2 separate regions of the Mus musculus genome follow, and region 1 is linked to region 2. Evidence: chromatin contacts called from public promoter capture Hi-C data. All regions are on one chromosome and are shown on one strand. The core of a region is the stretch at or near the end of the contact, and the rest is flanking DNA. Distances in the headings are between cores, read along the strand shown. Region 1 holds the start of Oma1 (OMA1 zinc metallopeptidase). Region 2 has its middle 16 kb from the start of Pde4b.

Region 1 (4,539 bases), core at 975-3,474, 1.1 Mb after region 2:
AGCCAGTCAATGGTCCAGCATGGAGTGGAAGGGGCTCAGATGAAGACCACTGACTCTGCATGGGAGCTATTGACGGCTGCTGGAGGAGGGGGTTCCCCTCCCCACTGGGGAGGTGGTGGTAGAGGGTGTTCTCTGGTAGGTCAATCACTCATTGGGTTTCCCACCCCACATGTGTGTATGGGCCACATTAATTAAACTCAGTGGGTTACTGAAAAAAAAAAAGAGGGCACGAAATTGTGAAGGGAATATGGGGTCATCCTGGAATATAATAGAAATACATTATAGGCATATATGAAATTCTCAAATAACAGAAATCTTATATTATAAAAAACCAAAACCACCAACAAAAATACAGAGCTGAAGTCCTTTAAGAAAGATAAGCATATGAAAGTGACCAATGTCAGGGCTTGATAGATGGCTCAGTGGTTAAGAGCACAGCTGCTCTTCCAGAAGTCCCGAGTTCAATTCCAAGCAACCACATAGCAATTCATCGTTGATGCCTTCTTCCGGTGTGCAGACTTACACACGTACAAAACACTTATGTAAGGAAATAAATATTGAAAAAAAGGAAGTGACCAATGTCAGAGACTGGAACCTCATTTTCATCCATGACCAAGAACTACATGTAAGAAACAAAACATGTCTACATGTCTAACATATAAATGAGGGGGCTGGCAGGCACTATGTAAATGGCTCATAAAATGTCTCAGCCAGTTATCATTGATCTTCTCCTGCCCCAGTCTTCCACGAGCTGGGACTAGAAGGGTGTGTCACTATACCCAGAAAAATATCACTATCTTTAAATGAAGTTAAGTATTGGTAAGTTACCATTAATTATAGCATACTGAATACTCACCCCAACCCCCTTCCCTTCCTTTTGGCTTTCTCTATCTATCTAATTCTCTTCTTACTTTTGTTGTGTTGTTGTTGTTGTTTTTTGTTGTTTTTGTTTTTTTAGGTTTTAAGACAGAGTCTTACTCTGTAGACCATGCTGACCTGGGATTGACCATGGAATCTGCCAACCTGGTTTTGAATTCAAAGTCATCTTCTGGTTTCAGCCTCTTAAATGGTAGAACTGAAGAGATAAACCACCATGCCCTCGTTTGAGTTTTAAAATGTTTAAGTTCTCTAGGGTTCTGTCTCCCAACTTCTATTTTCTCTTAACCCATCTACCCCTTTCCTCAATGGTACCCAAGGTCTGACTCATCTCTTCCTTACTGGTGACTCTGCTAGTTATGTTCCCAGCTCCCATTGGGTTGTAGAACCATGTTCACTCTATGACTGCTTATAAATATTTCCACAGCCCATCTAGCGGATGTGATGGATTGAATACGCCTAAACCTTCAGTGTAGTCATGCTCTCTGTCCACCTTTGTCAATCCCTGCTTCATGATGTCTTCCTTGCAGTAACCATATGATATTGATCACCACCATGAAGTGTCTGTCACACATTAGATAAATATTTGTTGAATACATAAATAGTTGAATACATAAATAGTATTTTTATCTTTAATGTGTGTCTTAGGTAGCCTATTAGAAAACCAGAATAATTCATATAATCACAAAGCATCTTTTTTTTTTTTGGCTCTGGTGGGTAGCTGCAGCTCCCACAGAATCATGCCTGCCAGTATTCACACTCCTTTGTAAAACATTCCCACAATGAAATCTGGTCTTAGGACACTCCAGGAGCTGTTGTCATGAATACTGCTGACCACTTATAAGTCTGGTGTCCTAGAGCGATCATGGTGAAACAGTCTTTCATATTTAGTCTTATTTTTATGCACCTTTATCTAGGACTGAGGGATGATTGTTAGTAAGTAATCGGGATGCTGGAGTTAATGTTATACCTACGATCAGAATGATCAGTGCAGCTTCAAGTCAAGGCATCATAGTTCTCCAGCAGCCCCTGGAATCGCTTTCCTTTTGGCAGAACTGGTGTAGAAACTACAGCAGGCACGGTTTTGCATGGATCCAACACAGCCATGCCAAGTACCAAGGAGGTGTAGAGTTCCTGGCAGGTAGCTTAAATCTGGGCTATCCTCCTCCCACCACACGGGGGCGAGACGGCGCCACAGTCCGTACAGCCGCAGCCGGCCAGGACTGGGACTGGGGAAACGGACTTGGCTCTCACAAGGGCGGAGCAAAAAGCGCCGGAGAGGTCCCCAGGGCAGGAAGTGAGGGGGCGGGGCTTGGGAAAGGTGTGCGCCTGCGCGGAGCCGGCTGTTGGATTCCGCTCGGGCTGTGGCTTCAGTGCGCGCTCACGGTGACGGCTCGGCGTTCTTCCAGAGCGGGGCGGGGAGGGCGGAGAGGGGAGCGGGGCCCGGGGGATTCGGGGACCGCGGTGGGCCTAGGCCGTGCCGGACGAGGCGAACGGCTCGGTGGGTGGAGCTTTCTGGAAGTTTGCCTCCCGCCTCGGGTGGTGGCTTCCTCCTAAGCGGCGCTTCCTCCAGGCGTTGCCGGTCTGGCCTGTGCGGGTCTCCCCTCCGCCTCGCCGCTCGTCCTTGTGCAGAGCGACACATGCTCTCCTGCCCCAGCTCGCAGCATTAGCGCAGTCGGAGCAGTTCCAGGGAGCTCATTGGTTTCCTCAAAAACTTGTATTCAAGGATCACTTGTTATAATACTTAGCACTCGCGGTGTGACGGGGAGCAACTGTGCTGGGGCAAACCTCCGCCAGAAATGTTAGTCCCAGCAGATGAAAACCCCACATTTGGAATTTAGGAGTTCATCGCCTCCTAGCGTCTCTCAAGGTCTTGGAGCCCTCTTAAAAGGATTTAACTTCATAGGCATCATCCCGAGCCAAGATGCAGGGGTGCGGTGTGACATTTGGAAGCTTAAGAGCCAACCCTGATAACTTACTTTTTTTTTTTTTTTTTTTTTTTAAGAAGCTGTCCATCATGTGTACTTAGCTGGAATGATTATTTTAAAGTGCATGTCCTATTTTTGCCAATCTGACAGCTGTTTCCATAGAAACTAGAGAAGAAATTGTAGTTTTCAGTAAGAGTTGTTAAAACTGTCTCCTAGCCATCAGCAGTGAGTGCGAGTGAGTGCGCACTACTTGCTCATTCTGAGATGGCACTTGAAGAACTAAGGGTTTGAAATGTTCTTAGAGGCTAGCAATCCAAATTGTGTAATTTTCTCACATCATTAATTTCCTAATCCTACAAGTCTGCCAGCTATGTTTGTTGGCCTGCCACAGTTCTTTGAAGAGCACACGTCAGTCCCAGTTCTTCTTAGGTGCTGTGTAGTGTAGTGACTGGCTCTTTGAAAATGTATAAACAGATTTCTTTCCCCATTAAAAACATTTTTTTTTTGAAGGATTAATCAGTGATTACGGATTAACAACTACGGTTTCTATTCTGGATGGCACTTGATTGCCAGTGTTAGAAATGCTAATGATTTTAATTATGTACCTAGTGTTTGGAGCTTTTGTTTTTACCTTCTATGGGTAGACTACGTTAAATATGTTTGCACCTGCTCTGAAATGAGCACTTTTCTCATGAGCAGATAGATCCCAGCAGTTCGAATAGGGTGCATGACATTTGGAAGAGAGTTTATTTTCTGAGGGGGGATATCTATACACTAGATGTTCTGTCATTTAGCAGTGGATGAAGGAGGCTTGGAGAAGGTGCCTTTGGAACTGGGAAGCTGGAAGCAACATTAGGAAGTTTATTGAAAAGCTCACAGATAACCAGTGGAAATTACAGAAGAGCTTGCTTGGCTTAGGATTCACAAAGTAACATACCCTGTAAACACTTAAATTGCCCAGAAAGAGGAAATACTGGATTCCTCATAAACACCGTTCTGCCCCCTGAATTTCACGTAGGCTTTTTATAAGACTTATATCTGTATCTATTCGTGTGTTTGTCTTTACTAGCTTTACTGATTGGGCAGGCATTTTTGTCTTGTCTTTGCTTTTTATCTGCTACACAGAGTGGCGTCTGACTTGTAGCATTCATTCCTATAATGATTTATCAATGAATTAATGAATCAATGACTAAAACAATCCTTAACCAATGAGATACAGGAATGTTTGGTTAAGATGATCAACTTTTATTAATTTGGTTGGCAACATTTTAAAATAGGTAAATTTCACATTAAGACTGAATTTGTAGCGTTTGCAGAAACGTTTGTAACATTTGGCAACATAAAAAACAAATTTTGTTATATAGTTGGGCCTCCTTTGTGTGACTGTTCACATCTGCCTGGCCTTGCTGCAGCTTGCCTGCATCTATCACACTAACCCGCACTGTGCAGAGCTGTCCTCTTATTCATTTTAATAAAAATGAAGCAGAGTACAAATTGTGCTCCTCATATGCACCTAGCCACACGCCAGGGCTGCCATAGTGGACAGCACAGGGAACATTCTATAGGAAGTCTTATGTAGTGTTGCTTTTGGCATTGGACTTTGCTTCTCCTGTTACCCTGTTGGACTGAAGTTTTGTTTTTAAATTGTCTTGAACAGCTCTGTGACTCAAGTGCTAGAGTACAGGCTCGCTCTTCTCAGCTTCAGGGCTCTTGCAGGTAGTAGCACGTCCTGCTG
Region 2 (4,407 bases), core at 1,617-4,116:
GTTCTAAGTTAGTGAAAAGTTTGCCTTAAATATTCTTCTGATTGCATTTAAATGAAGTTGCATGAGCAAAGACTTCTGTTGGCTGACAATCTGCTTTTTATCAGGGAAACCCTGGTTTGGCCACCTCTGATCTCTAGCCAGTTGACTATATTAGGAACCATATCAGCTTCTGCACCCTATCCCCATTAACTGGATATTATACAGAAATATTCCTCAATGGAGTCCCGCTTACACAGGAATTTTACTTTGGGTATGGTGACAGAGAAGTGCTGCAACTCATAGGCAGCTATGAATGCCCCTATATTTGCTACATTAGCTAAACTCACTGACAATTTTATATGTGTGTATACATATACATATAATATAAATATATATATATCATATACATGTATGTATATATGCTATTTCATAAAGCAGCCTGTTTATAAGGATATGTACTAGTTGGAGAAAGAATTTGTAAGTGGTTTGATGTAAACCTTCATTTTTTACTAGTTGTAGGCTTTGAGTCTCAAAGCAAGAGAGCTGCGTGTTCACTGGGAGATCAAAATGTGCCTTGTGTAAGATTAGTATATTTGAAAAGCTGCATAAACATGGTAGACACCTTGGAATTGACAGCTTATAGCTGTAGTTAGCTCATTTTTAACATGTTGCTGTTCTGTTATGAGTAAAAGATTTCATAAAGTCATTGTGGAAGGTTCTCCAAGATGTAATATATCTGCATCTAGGGGAGATAGCCATAGTTTGATTGAGGAGACAAGGAGACTTGTTCGTATATCAAATGTATGTGACCAATCCCATGCAAAACATACAAAACAGTGCAACAACTGGAGAAGGAAGATATCTAGGAAGGAGATATTGATACCACCCAACTGGAAATTCTATATCATTATTATCCTCTATTCTAATCCTTTAGAGAGCACATTCACAGAAATGTCCATAATGGGAGGATTTTTAAGATGCTCTGGAGAACCTGCACTAACAACTATGGTATACACAATCACAATATGTGAGGCTGTTCATAGGCTCATCTCAAGTTGCTTGAAATCAATTCCATATTAAAGCCTTACTGGTATTTCCAACAGCTCATTCAATACAGGAGCTGCAACTTTAAGTTGGATCCTTGCATAGAACACATGTCTATGATAAGACGGCCATAGTGGGCCATTCCATGTTCCTTTGGTGCTATCATCCATTCCTTTCCATTGCAGATATTGATCATAATATTTATTTTGCAAACCCACAAACCATTATCTGCATTTCAGAACAGCTTGAGAAGTAAAGGACCATTTATGTATTGATTAGATCAAATTAGCCTGTGGGCATGTCTATGGGGGATTGTCTTGATAATTAATGTACGAGGACTCAGCCAATGGTGGGCAGCACCATTGTCTAGGACCGTGGTCTTGGACTACATGAGGAGGGTAGCTAAGGATGAGCCCACAACTCATCAAGCGAAGTTCCTCCTTGTTTTCTGTTGGATTTCCTTGGCTGTGAGTGAGTTTCTTGGTCAGAGATGTTTTTGCAACTTCATTTTTCTGTCAGAAAAAGTCCATGTTCACCCTGTAACTGAAGCTACCCTTAGTCCAGTGAGTCTGTTTAGGAATCTTGATCGTCTCCTTTTAGTAATTGCATAGTTTTCGCTTTCTTTCAATAAACACTGGAACTTCATAAAATCAACTCCAAAAGCATGGTGTGGCACACTGGTTCACAGATATTGCATCAACCAGAATCACATGAAAGATGATAAGGAACAAAGATTTCTAGGTCTCATTCTCCATCGCCTGATTCACAAGGCATCAAACTTTAAGGACAGGTTGAGAATTCCTAAGGAACTTGAACTCCAAGTGCCAGCCATAGAGTCACTCTAGGTGAACCACTGTCATTATGCGAACAATGTAAATCATGATAGAAAGGTGTTGGGACATCATTAAAGCATTTGATCCCAAATTTCATGGTCCTCAAACTTCCTCTGTAAAATTTTCTCTATATGAAAACTGGTATGCTGTAATTATTTCGCCACAACCTGAGAATATACTTCAAAGTTTTAATAAAAATAATCCCTCAGCAAATATTTATTCCCCCTTTGTCCTTTTTTCTACTTTTAATAAAAAAGATTAGATATTGTCCTTTCTACTATTGGAAAATGGAGATTGTGGTTCTCACTCTCTGAATAACTATTTTCATATTCAAATCTTCATGAAATTTAGGTATTTATCCCTCTCCTAAAAAGCTTTAATCCTGGAGGTAAAAAAAGTATTTAAGTTTGGGAAAGTTGACAAATAGACACCCAAATACAGCCATGTTGCCGAAATGTCTTTCTTTACGCATAATACTTAAAAATGAATGTGATTATATCTATAACACTGTAGATCTTGCAAACAGTATACTACCCAAATATATGTTCCAGATTGCAGCTGAAAATGAAGTGCAATTTAAAATTTAAATTATAATTGGTTCATTTACATAAATTACTCTGTAGAGTACTTGATACGAACATTTATGTCTATAGCCAAGAAACTGAGAAACAGAAAGCTTATGGGCCCAGGGTGATGGGGAAGGTGGCTTGGGTCTGATTTCAAGGCACAGACTCTAGATAAATCATTCATTAAGGCCATGCTCTTTCTTGATTGTGCTTCAGTTTGTCAGGGTTTAGTTTGCCTTCACAGAAGTGTTTTTACATGCAGAGTCTTTATAGACTGCTGTGGTTTCTTGCTTAGGAATCTTAACAAAAACATTAGGATTTCTCTTTAGAAAATATAATGTTATCTATGGCAAAAGAGCTCTTAATTATAATGCTGTGTTTTTGGACAGTGTAAATGATAGCTTAGAATTATGAAGAGAATTACTGTGCTTCCCATAGTCTCCTTGACAACAGGCTCAGTGTTTTGAATACCGAATCACTTAGATTTCTATACAGATGTACGGGTCTTGCACCTTGGCATCTCATTCCCTTTTTATCCAGCTGGGATTTTAGGAGGCATTTTTCACAATTCCATTAAACATTGTTATTACATATTTTTTTGCCATCTGATAATGTAATTGTGTGTGGACTGTTTCCATAGTTTTTCTCATCATCTTCATCTGTATTATTATCTTTATCATCTGTGTACAATAGGTAAAAATTAAATTCAAATAAAATTTGATTAATTTACTGAAATGAAGCCCTTTTGGGGGGAACTTCAGTATAAAAACCCATAATAAAAAATTCGTAGGTAGTGAGTCTTTTGCCTGAGGGGTATGTGTCACTTGGGCATTTACCTTTCCCCAAACTTTTGCTCTCATTTTGAAATCAAAAGAAAGCTATGTCAGTATGGAGGCTTCTGTGCAGATTGCCTGCCTGCCTTTGGCAGGGCTCCGGTTTCTCAGTGAATCACTGCTCAGCACACAGTGTTACCATTGTGCCATCTGAAAGCAAAGCCTGCTGGGTGGTGGTGCAGCTACTCTACTGGGAAGGTTATAAGTTCACGTTCGCTCTGTCTTCCATCTCACAAGAAGCATTCGCACTAAGGAACAGCGAAGTGTGCAGTATCTCTGTTTATGGAGGGTCGGGATTTAATGGAACCTCGGCCATCATGGTTCAAGGACCTTAAGGAGTTGTGAATTTAAGTCAAGGCTCCTGCCTGTGGCTGGTCCTTCTGATGATGTCTTTCAGCATCTTTTCTCAATGGTTATAAAAATAAAATTGCCTAAGTACTTGGTAGAAGCGGCTGACAATGGGGCAGATGGTGCTTCCTGGGAGACCAGAGTGAATACTTTTGCAGTTTAACTATGTGATTTTCATTATTAAACAGACGTTTATTGAGTACCTACCATATGCTCAGCACTGATACGGGACTGAGGGTCAATGTGGCAAGCAAAACAGTGAAGATTTCTGTCCTTACAGGATATTTATGCGAGTGGGTTGTCAGGCAGTGATAATTCCAGGAACGGTAAGAAACCTTAGAACAGAGCTAAGAGAGTGGGAAGGAGGGCAAAGGTGCTGCTTTGTAAGGGGATTGATGCAGCCTCTCTGAGGATAAGATTTGAGCAGGTTCGTGAAGGAACTAAGAAAAGGAACCTTAGAAATATCTAAAGAAAGTTCTGGCAAGGGAGGGGCTGGGAATGCCATTTGATGAGTGATGGGTCTTGTGTATTTACAATGAGATCTCATTTATTTAAAATGAAAGCCTACTCTTAATGATTACATATACATAAAATACTTAAACACACACACACATATACGTGTATGTGCACACTCAGGCAGACACAAACACACCACTTGGAAATGTCACACCAAAAAGGAAAAGCCAAGACTATTTTTAGAGCAATATCTATCCAATGAAAGCATAAAGAAAGTATTTTCTGTCATAAATATTCTCTTAGCAGAGCCTTGCAGGGTTAAAACAATATATCTCAGACATAATGTAC

What was found. Promoter capture Hi-C pulls out the DNA fragments that hold promoters and counts their contacts.
Region 1: a promoter capture Hi-C map of hippocampal neurons shows a contact between it and region 2, with 2.6 times the contacts expected there. The contact joins the promoter of Oma1 here to the enhancer-like site in region 2. A contact is called at or near these places in 5 of 39 promoter capture datasets (embryonic stem cells, frontonasal cranial neural crest, hippocampal neurons and 2 more) and 2 of 115 datasets of contacts at active chromatin or transcription factors (large pre-B cells and stem cell-derived neural progenitor cells).

The regions. Positions count from the first base shown.
Region 1 is chr4:103,311,622-103,316,160 of GRCm38.p6, forward strand. Oma1 (OMA1 zinc metallopeptidase) reads left to right here and starts at 2,225. Exons shown (of 9, transcript NM_025909.3): 1 at 2,225-2,262. Gm36523 (a long non-coding RNA gene) reads right to left here and starts at 2,101. Exons shown (of 6, transcript XR_867961.2): 1 at 1,851-2,101; 2 at 1-537. It overlaps 4930456L15Rik (RIKEN cDNA 4930456L15 gene), which reads left to right. Exons shown (of 4, transcript NR_045887.1): 4 at 1-211.
Region 2 is chr4:102,236,420-102,240,826 of GRCm38.p6, forward strand. It overlaps a transcript of Pde4b not described here. Among named protein-coding and RNA genes, the nearest start is that of Pde4b, 16 kb to the right of the region's middle. Within about 2 kb of position 2,867, at least 64 of the 459 cell types and tissues checked have an H3K27ac peak or open chromatin away from gene starts, as enhancers often do. A contact at or near this core is called in hippocampal neurons and stem cell-derived neural progenitor cells, where this site is marked.